2 separate regions of the Callithrix jacchus genome follow, and region 1 is linked to region 2. A link is a contact called in public Hi-C data. All regions are on one chromosome and are shown on one strand. The core of a region is the stretch at or near the end of the contact, and the rest is flanking DNA. Distances in the headings are between cores, read along the strand shown.

The links. Hi-C and Micro-C count contacts between places; a contact is called where the count stands out from the background.
Region 1: a Hi-C map of skeletal muscle shows a contact between it and region 2, with 3 times the contacts expected there. The contact joins two enhancer-like sites. A contact is called at or near these places in 2 of 3 Hi-C or Micro-C datasets (both in skeletal muscle).

The regions. Positions count from the first base shown.
Region 1 is chr12:67,280,676-67,285,409 of calJac240_pri, forward strand. JMJD1C (jumonji domain containing 1C) reads left to right here. Exons shown (of 28, transcript XM_078345831.1): 11 at 1,636-1,808; 12 at 2,072-4,278. Among named protein-coding and RNA genes, the nearest start is that of NRBF2, 79 kb to the right of the region's middle. Within about 2 kb of position 2,991, at least 5 of the 16 cell types and tissues checked have an H3K27ac peak or open chromatin away from gene starts, as enhancers often do. A contact at or near this core is called in skeletal muscle, where this site is marked.
Region 2 is chr12:66,750,132-66,755,478 of calJac240_pri, forward strand. No RefSeq gene overlaps it. Among named protein-coding and RNA genes, the nearest start is that of JMJD1C, 190 kb to the right of the region's middle. Within about 2 kb of position 2,125, at least 10 of the 16 cell types and tissues checked have an H3K27ac peak or open chromatin away from gene starts, as enhancers often do. A contact at or near this core is called in skeletal muscle, where this site is marked.

The DNA.
Region 1 (4,734 bases), core at 1,741-4,240, 530 kb after region 2:
AGTGAAGAATCACTGATCACTATATTATCCTCTTTACCAGAATAGAAAGTAGGCCTGGTGGCCCAAGTGCGCTTACATTTTTCATTCAAGGTTTCTATTTTTATTATTGCACTCACATTTTTATTCTGACCCTTCACTCTCATGACATTAATGTAGCTGCAGCTGCACAAAGATAGGCTAGCTAGAGGAACACAGGGGAGCCAAGAGCTGGCTAACAGATTTGTGTCTTTTTCCTTAACATCCAAACTCTGGAAAACAGATTTAAGTAACTTAAAAATGACTTGGAAGGGAGCATTACTCAGTATATGTCACATGTATTATATGGACTTAGACCGTGACTGTCTAGCCTCTGCATTTATAAGTAAATAAAATATTTTATTAACTGGTCAAAAATGTGTTCACCTAAAAACAAGCCTATCAGATTTCCATTTATTATATAAAATCATAAAGGAGTAAATTTGAATAACATTTTGAGTAAAAAATAAAAATCTCCTCCCCCCCCACTATTGTTACCAAAAGTGAAGAAACAATACAAGCATAAGACACTATTATTAAGAAATAATTTTGAATGCTATTTTATAGCACAAAATGTTATCACTGCTGTAATTGATTGCTGTTAATGATTTCTGGGTCTTGTAGAACTGAGGCTGTTTGAGACACATATTTGATCTGTATGTGTATATTTATGTATTTTTCTCTTGTATGGGGTTTATGGCTATAGTGTATGTTTTTAATTTCATAGCAGTATATTTTTTGTGTGATATATTGCTTTTGCATTAGTTTGGGAATTAAAATGTATTTCCTTGTTAGGGAATAAATTAGAGAAAATACAAAGGAGGTTGTATTTTCCTGCTATTTGACTGTCATCCTATTAACAAACTCATAAAACATGTTCTGGAAGAATGTCAGTGAGTCACAGTATAGAAACAATCCGTAAGCATGTAATCAGCTAACTGTATGTCTCAGTGTAGAGGTTGCTGTCATCTTATATTCATTTATGAGACAGGCAGCGTATTGATGTATAAAATTAACTTTGTTAGACCTCTACATCTCCAAGTTTAATGGTCCAACCATGTTTATAGCTTAGAGTGAAATGAGGAGTGCTTTTGGGTTTTTAAATGTAATTATCTGCCAATTGTCAATGCATTGTTACTTTGGAAAAGTTAATTATTTTTTATGACAAAAACTGACAAATGAATTTGATTATAATTTCTATTTCTGTGAAATGTATTTTAGTACTAATTGTTTTTTGCTATTAGCAACATATTCTTTTGCTGTTAGGATCTTAGAAAATCATAAAAGCTAGGTTCTGTATATGGCATTTATAGTAAGTTAAAGGCACTGATTTTAAGATCTGTTTTTAGTAAGATGACAATAAATTATTCTCTAATACTGATTACTTTTCTATAGGATATGGAAAAATCTATATAATTATGTTACTCATCTGAATATTTCTCATAAGATGTATTTAGAAAAAGTTACAGTTTCCCAAATAAACTGCTATTTTAATGAACTAATAAACCATTGAGATCATACCCACTAATAAACCATTAAGATCATACCCAGTTCTACTGTGACACAATGTTTAGCTTTTTCTAGTAACTGAAGTCTAGGTTGTTGTTGTTTTTTTAATAGAATTCTCCCAGTCCTTGGCTACATCAGCCCACCCCTGTGACCTCAGCAGATGGTATTGGATTACTTAGTCACATTCCTGTCAGACCTTCCAGTGCAGAGCCTCATCGGCCTCTTAAAATTACAGCCCATTCCAGTCCACCATTGACAAAAACTTTAGCAGATCATCATAAGGAGTAAGTTCACTAATGCTTAAAAATAATGAATACCTTGTTTTTCATAATTTTTCTTAATTCACATTTTAAACAGTTAATTTTAAGTTAACACATATCTTAAGATTAGGCTTTCTTCTGTTTTGATATTTCTTCAAATGTATTATAATATTGAGTACATGCAAAGTTGTTTTTTACTTTCATAATAGAATGATACTGCATAGAAGCTATCTTTTTATTTTTCAATAAAAAGTGGTTACAGAAATCTTTGTGTATTTTCTTTACAGAGAATTGGAAAGGAAAGCTTTTATGGAACCACTACGGTCTGTTGCATCCACATCAACAAAAAATGACCTGGATCTAAATCGGGCACAGACTGGAAAAGATTGTCACTTACATAGGCATTTTGTGGATCCAGTATTAAATCAATTACAGAGGCCACCCCAGGAGACTGGAGAGAGATTAAACAAATACAAAGAGGAACACCGTCGAATTCTTCAAGAAAGTATTGATGTTGCTCCCTTTACAACTAAAATCAAGGGACTTGAGGGTGAAAGAGAGAATTATTCCAGAGTGGCATCATCATCTTCCAGTCCTAAAAGCCATGTCATCAAACAAGATACAGATGTAGAACGCTCAGTATCAGATCTTTATAAAATGAAGCACTCAGTGCCTCAGAGTTTACCCCAAAGTAACTATTTCACTACATTGTCTAATAGTGTGGTCAATGAACCACCAAGATCATACCCATCCAAAGAAGTTTCAAATATTTACAGTGATAAACAGAGTAATGCCCTTGCAGTGGCAGCAGCTAATCCTCAAACTCTGACTTCATTTATAACATCTCTTTCAAAGCCTCCACCTTTGATTAAACACCAACCAGAAAGTGAAGGTTTAGTAGGCAAGATACCGGAGCATCTTCCACATCAGATTGCATCTCACTCAGTAACAGCCTTCAGAAATGATTGTAGGAGTCCTACCCATTTGACAGTTTCTTCTACAAATACACTCCGCAGTATGCCTGCATTACATAGAGCACCAGTATTTCACCCACCAATCCATCACAGCCTGGAAAGAAAGGAAGGTAGCTATAGTAGCCTTTCCCCTCCAACTTTAACTCCAGTGATGCCAGTAAATGCTGGTGGGAAAGTTCAAGAATCGCAGAAGCCTCCAACTCTAATACCCGAGCCAAAAGACTCTCAGGCAAATTTTAAGAGTTCTTCAGAACAGAGTTTGACAGAGATGTGGAAACCTAATAATAACCTCAGCAAAGAGAAAACCGAATGGCATGTGGAGAAAAGCAGCGGAAAGTTACAGGCTGCAATGGCATCTGTCATTGTGCGTCCATCTTCTAGTACAAAAACAGATAGCATGCCAGCAGTGCAGTTAGCTTCTAAAGATCGAGTTAGTGAAAGATCTTCAGCTGGGGCACATAAAACAGATTGCCTCAAACCAGCAGAAGCTGGAGAAACTGGAAGAATCATTTTGCCAAATGTGAATTCAGACAGTGTTCACACAAAATCTGAAAAAAACTTTCAGGCTGTCTCACAGGGCAGTGTTCCCAGTTCAGTCATGTCTGCTGTAAATACAATGTGTAATACCAAAACGGATGTCATCACATCTGTTGCCGCTACTACCAGTGTTTCCAGCTGGGGTGGTTCAGAAGTAACTTCATCTCTATCAAATACCATTTTGGCCCCTACATCATCAGAATGTACATCTTCAAAAAGTATCAGTCAGCCAGTGGCTCAAACACAAGAATGCAAGGTCAGCACCACAGCTCCAGTTATATTAGCCAGTAGTAAGACAGGAAGTGTTGTTCAGCCCAGTTCTGGGTTCTCAGGCACAACTGATTTTATCCATTTGAAAAAGCACAAGGCAGCACTGGCTGCAGCTCAGTATAAAAGTAGTAATGTTAGTGAGACTGAATCTAATGCTATAAAATATCAGACATCTTCAGCCTCCCTTCCTCTGGATAGCACTGTAATCTGTAGTACAATTAACAAAGCAAACTCTGTAGGAAATGGGCAAGCTTCCCAGACAAGTCAACCAAACTACCATACTAAACTGAAAAAGGCCTGGCTCACCAGACATTCAGAAGAAGATAAAAATACTAATAAAATGGAAAATTCAGGGAATTCTGTATCAGAAATTATTAAGCCATGTTCTGTCAACTTAATAGCCTCTACATCTGGTGATATACAAAATAGTGTAGATAGTAAGATCATAGTTGATAAATATATAAAAGATGATAAAGTCAATAGGAGGAAAGCCAAAAGAACTTATGAATCTGGCTCTGAAAGTGGAGACTCAGATGAAAGCGAAAGCAAGTCAGAGCAAAGGACTAAAAGGCAACCAAAGCCAACTTACAAAAAGAAGCAAAATGATTTGCAGAAGAGAAAAACTGAAATAGAAGAAGATTTGAAACCCAATGGAGTTCTAAGCAGGAGTGCCAAAGAAAAAAGTAAATTGAAGTTGCAAAGCAACAGTACTAGTAAGTCATTTACTTTCTTTTGTCTCAGGTAAAATGGGCTGAATGTTTTAGCTGTATTAGTGTGCTTCTTTAAAGATTAGTGAGCTTAGGCTGGGCCCAGTGGCTCACACCTGTAATCCCAGCACTTTGGGGGGCCAAGGCGGGCAGATCATGAGGTCAAGAGATTGAGACCATCCTGGCCAACATGGTGAAACCCCGTCTCTACTAAAAATACAAAAATTAGGTGGGTGTGATGGCGTGTGCCTGTAGTCCCAGCTATTTGGGAGGCTGAGGCAGGAGAATTGCTTGAACCCTGGAGGTGGAGGTTGCAGTGAGCTGAGATTGGGCCGCTACACTCCAGTCTGGCGTCTGGTGATGGAGCAAAACTGTCTCAAAAAAAAAAAAAAGAAAAAATTAGTGAGCTTAAGGGCATCCTTTGTCTTCACTGCATGCCTTAACTTTATGTATATGCTTATT
Region 2 (5,347 bases), core at 875-3,374:
TTAATATGGAGGTACAAATTATAAATTATTTTTAATCAACAAAAGAACAGAATCATTAACTCCCAGGCCATGACTTGATTTGGAAGTTGATTAGGGATCAAGTTATCCTCCTGAAACCTACCCTTCAGTGTCAGATTTCTATATTGAAATATGTGATTGAACCACCTATTAAGGTTCCACCTTTTATGTCTCTAGTACTTTGCTGCAGCTTACAACACACTTTTAAATACATAGGTTTTCTGAACAGAGAAGACCTTATCTTCTTAAGGTCCATGAAGACCTGGCAAACTAATCTTCAGTTGAATTTAGCCTACAGATCTATTTATCTATTTTGTGAGAAACACACAGTTTTTATTAATTCATTGCCAATATTTAAAAGCTTAGCACTTTCACACCATAAAAAGGAACTGGGTCAGGCATGATGGTGCATGCCTATAATCCCAGCACTCAGGGAGGCTGAGGTAGGTGGATTACTTGAAGTCGAGATTTCGAGACCAGCTGCCTAACATGGTAAAACCCCATCTCTACCAAAAATACAAAAAGGTAGCCAGGCATGGTGGCACATGCCTGTCATCCCAGTTACTCAGGAGGCTGAGGCAGGAGAATAGCTTGAACCCAGGAGGCGGAGGTTGCAGTGAGTCGAGATCTCACCCGTGCACTCCAGCCTGGGAGAAAGAGTGAGACTCCATTCCAAAAACAAACAAACAAACAAAAAAACCATGAAGAACTGTCCTAGTAACCCACATTCCCAGTGGCAACAACTGACCTGAGTCACTTGGGTAGAAGATGCCCCCTTTTAGGGAAGACTCTTTCCAGTGTGCCACAGTCTCCACCATTCTCTTAGACTTCCTAAAACTGAGATACAAGGTCAGTTGCCACTGACCATGTTCTACTGCCTCCCTGTCTTATAATGTGACTGACTGCTTGGCCTATAAAGTATATGGGAAAAGGAGCCAGGACCTTCCAGTCACCCTAGGAATGGTGAGGATGCATTACTGACAGATGAGGTTTAGGATATTTGCTGGAAAAGCATGCAGCTGAGTTTGGAGATAACTTGGAAGATTGAATATGGAAAAGACTCTCAAAGATCATCCCATTCAAACTCTTCATTGTATAGAAGAGGAAGCTGAGGTCCCAGATGCTGAGTGACTTGTATCACATCACACAGTGAATTTACAGAAAATCCCAGCGGAAAGCCCAGGTCTCTTAACTGCTGGCTGCTATCACTGTAATAACAGAAAAGGGAAAAAGAAACAACCACAGAGAAAGGAAGGAGAGTAGGGACACACTCTCCCTTCCCCCTCTCCCAAGCTGTGGCAGGCAGCCAACTGGGGGGCTTTCTGCATATTTAATTTAAACCTTTGTCTGCCCTGGCAAGGACAAAGTACAATCTGTTTTATGTAAAAAGTCTTCCCTGAGGAAAGCCTCAGCCTCCAGCTGCGAAACTGATTGATGTTCTGCAAGTCCCCAGGAACCTCTGCTGGGATCCGAAGTTGCGGTTTCCAAAAAAAGAGTCTGAAAAGGAAGTGCTGAAAACAACAACAAAAAAAATTTCCTTTATTGTGTTTCTCTCAACCTGGGAGAATTAGACTAAAACAAGGAGGGGGGTGTTGGGACATGCAAATAAAGACTGTATTTTAAAAGCAGATTTCAGAGTCCCAGATGGGAGGGGTTTGGGATGGCAAGCTGCTGCCGGAGGGAGACTGGAGCCTTGTCTAGAAGCTTTATTTGCATAGCAAGCACTTTGCTTTTACTTAGATTGCCTGTTCCAATCAATAAAGCTACTAAAGTGTTCTGAAGATGCTTTATCCGCACTTGAGGAAAGACTGCAAGCATCAATATCCAACAGTGTCACTAGTGATGCTTTATTTGGAATGTTTGGGAAATGTTCAAACAGAGATTAAAATCCATCTTATTTTGTGGGTTTCCTGACACCCTGTTTTGGAGAACCAGATCTGGGGTGGCATTTCTTGCAAAACCAAAGCCAGTTTTGAAATCCAGTCTCAGAGAGTCATCTCTGAATGTTTCTGGATTGGTTAGGCCCGGGGGATCGCCTGCCAGATTTCTGCTGTTTTCTATGACTTCTACATCAACATGAGGCCCTATGCATGGACAACAACACTGAAGTGCAGGATACCCAAAAAGGGTAAAACCACTACAAAAGTTCTAAGGATGATGGAAGTTTAACCCTGGAGGAGTGGTCCTTCCTGCTGGTTGCTGGCCTTGCCTGGGGCAGCCTGTGTATCAGGCTGGAAGGAGGGCATGGGTGACAGTGTAAAGTTCTGCCTTTGCCTTCTGGCTCAGCAGCCAAACTTCAGTGTGGAGCCAGAACAAAGCTATTGCCAGGTCAGGGCTAAGGAGCTCGAGCCTGTCTTGGGGTGGAGCCAGGACCCAGAAACCATTGCCATGAGCCACCAGCTGGCTCTGATCCCAGGAACATGTGCAGCTGCTGCACAGGCCAGACTAGTCCTGCAGACTGTCACTGTGCCAACCCCTCCATTAGGCCTCCCAGTCTCTGCTCTCACCAGACTCACACCCAATGCCCCGTGTGTACTTTGGCATCTGCCTGCCTGTAGGTGTTCTGGGATGACTGAATAAATCTTCAGAAAAGCCATGTGACCTGCTGGTTCTTATCTTTCTGGACATCACAACTTTGTTCTAAAACTCTGTAGAGGTCAAAGTATATAGATGCAAATCTCTGAAGTTCCTTGGTCTGATGAAAATGAAGGAATAAACAATTTCCCTTAACTCTGTGTGGTCCAATTTAAGTGCCTTTACTCACAAGAAAAACAGGCACCAAGGTGGTGGAAACAACTCCCTCCCCACATGTCCTGATGGCAGGGGCAAACCCCATGAATGGCCACATTCACAGCTGTTTCTAGAAGTACTTAGTGGTATCATGGGCATTAAGCTTCAGCAATAAAGTTAACAGCAATACAATCATACTGGAGAAAGGTCAACAGGAGGAAAACCTTTCTTTAAAATATTATGCTGTTCTTTTTACAAACTAGGTCATCTTCTATATCAGTAGCTATTCCTCAAGGCAGTGGGTCCCAATGACCCTTTGAGAACTTATTCTAAAAAATCGGTTGCTTCTTACCCCAATTTTCTTTCTTCCCAAATTTGTCAGGCCCTCTTCAACCTGGATACAAATTCCAGCACTTTGACAAGCTGTACCTAGTCCTCTGTAGATTCTCTTATCACCAAGGCAAGGCCTGTACAACTGCTCAATAAGCCTTGGCCTTAAGGCATGTTCCCTAATACAGAATAAAGGGCAGGACGCCACAGTGCAGCCAGCAGGCTCAGTCCCATGGAGAGCAGCCCAGTAGGGCTTAAGCTGGAAAGACAAGTAAGACAAGGTCTCTGTGCTCGGGGAAACTGGTAATCTAGGGGAGGCCATGGATGTGTTGCTTAACAAGGTGATAAATGCATGCTAGCAGTGTGAACCAAGTGCCATTGGAACTCCAGCAATGATTAATTATGCAGGGTATCGGGATTAAAGATCTGGGAATGTTTCCCAGAGAGAGTAACAGTTGAGCTGAAACATAGAGGATGAGCAGGCTTTGATGATGACAAAATTTGGGGGCCAGAGTGCTCAGCAAGATACATTTCAGGAAGATGTATGGTGCAAAAGTCTTCCAGACACGGCCGGGCGCGGTGGCTCAAGCCTGTAATCCCAGCACTTTGGGAGGCCGAGGCAGGTGGATCACAAGGTCAACAGATCGAGACCATCCTGGTCAACATGGTGAAACCCCATCTCTACTAAAAATACAAAAAATTAGCTGGGCATGGTGGCGTGTGCCTGTAGTCCCAGCTCTTCAGGAGGCTGAGGCAGGAGAATTGCCTGAACCCAGGAGGCGGAGGTTGCATTGAGCTGAGATCGCGCAATTGCACTCCAGCCTGGGTAACAAGAGCGAAACTCTGTCTCAAAAAAAAAAAAAAAAAAGGCTTCCAGACACTGACAGGTTTTGTTACATGAAATGCTTGGAGCATAGCAGCTCATCCAGGATAGTTGGAGTTTACAGTATAATGTGGAAGGTGACACAAAAAGACTAAATAGTGGGGTTGGGCCAGATGGTGACTCTCAGAAGCAACTCCTTGGACTTTATCCTGAAGGCAGTGGTAAAGCAGATGAAGGATTTTAAGTAACTGGCTGTGTTAAGGGTTTAGTTTGGTGCATGACAAGCAAACTTGTCTAAAAGTGACTCTGGGAGGTCACTTGGGGTGGCTTGGATAAGCCAACTGGAACAGGGGCTTCCCCCCTTCTCCCAGTGGGATGGGCTGCCCTAAATTCAGCTTCCCACAGAGCTGGCAGTTTCTTTCCCACCCTACCCATATGAGCTCTCACTCCCCCCAGGTCTCTAATCTCCAGAACTGGAAAGCTGGCTTTCCCAGACAACCTCTCGGAACATCTAACACCTAACTCAGACTGCCTAGTGCCAGTATCTATTTGCACCCCCACTGATAAGTTGTGCTGACACTCTTTCCACATGGAAAGTAACAAGGAGGTAGAGTCCTTCCTCTGGAACATAACTTGACATATTCCAAAAGATTCATTTTCTTGGATTCATGAAAGGCTTGGAGACTGTAGATGACTTTTCTTCCTGCTGATGCTTGCTTTGTATGTTTCTACAATAAAGCCTGCTTCTAAATTTCTCCCAAGGGGTGTTGTGGAATGCCCTCTGATCCCAGTGTTTTTGACCACAGTGACCTATGAAGGCACCCACACTGTACCAAAGTGGAATGGCCTAGGAATAGAATAAGGCATTTCCCCGTTGTTGATTAAGACTCTGTGTTATAACAGAAAATCCAACAAAAACTGGCTTTAAAACTGAAGGGAATTTATTATTTCACATAATTGTTAGAGCGTGCATAGAATGGTTAATCCAATTCTTTTTGTTGTTGTTTTTTGTTTGAGATAGAGTCTCGCTTTGTTGCCAGGCTGGCATGCAATGGCACGATCTCAGCTCACTGCAACCTTCACCTCTCAGGTTTAAGCAATTTTCCTGCCTCAGCCTCCAGAGTAGCTGGGACTACAGGTGCATGCCCTCACACCTGGCTAATTCTGTGTATTTTTAGTAGAGACGGAGTTTCACAGTGTTAGCCAGGATGGTCTCGATCTCCTGACCTCCTGATCTGCCTGCCTCAGCCTCCCAAAGTGCTGAGCCACTGTGCCTGGGCAATCCAATGTTTTAATGATGCTACCATCCTCTACCTTCACTAGTGTCAGCTTTTTTCTTTTTTTTTTTTGAGACAAAGTTTCACTCCTGTTGCCCAGGCTGAAGTGCAGTGGTACAATCCCAGCTCACTGCAACCTCTGCATCCTGGGTTCAAGCAATTTGGCCCC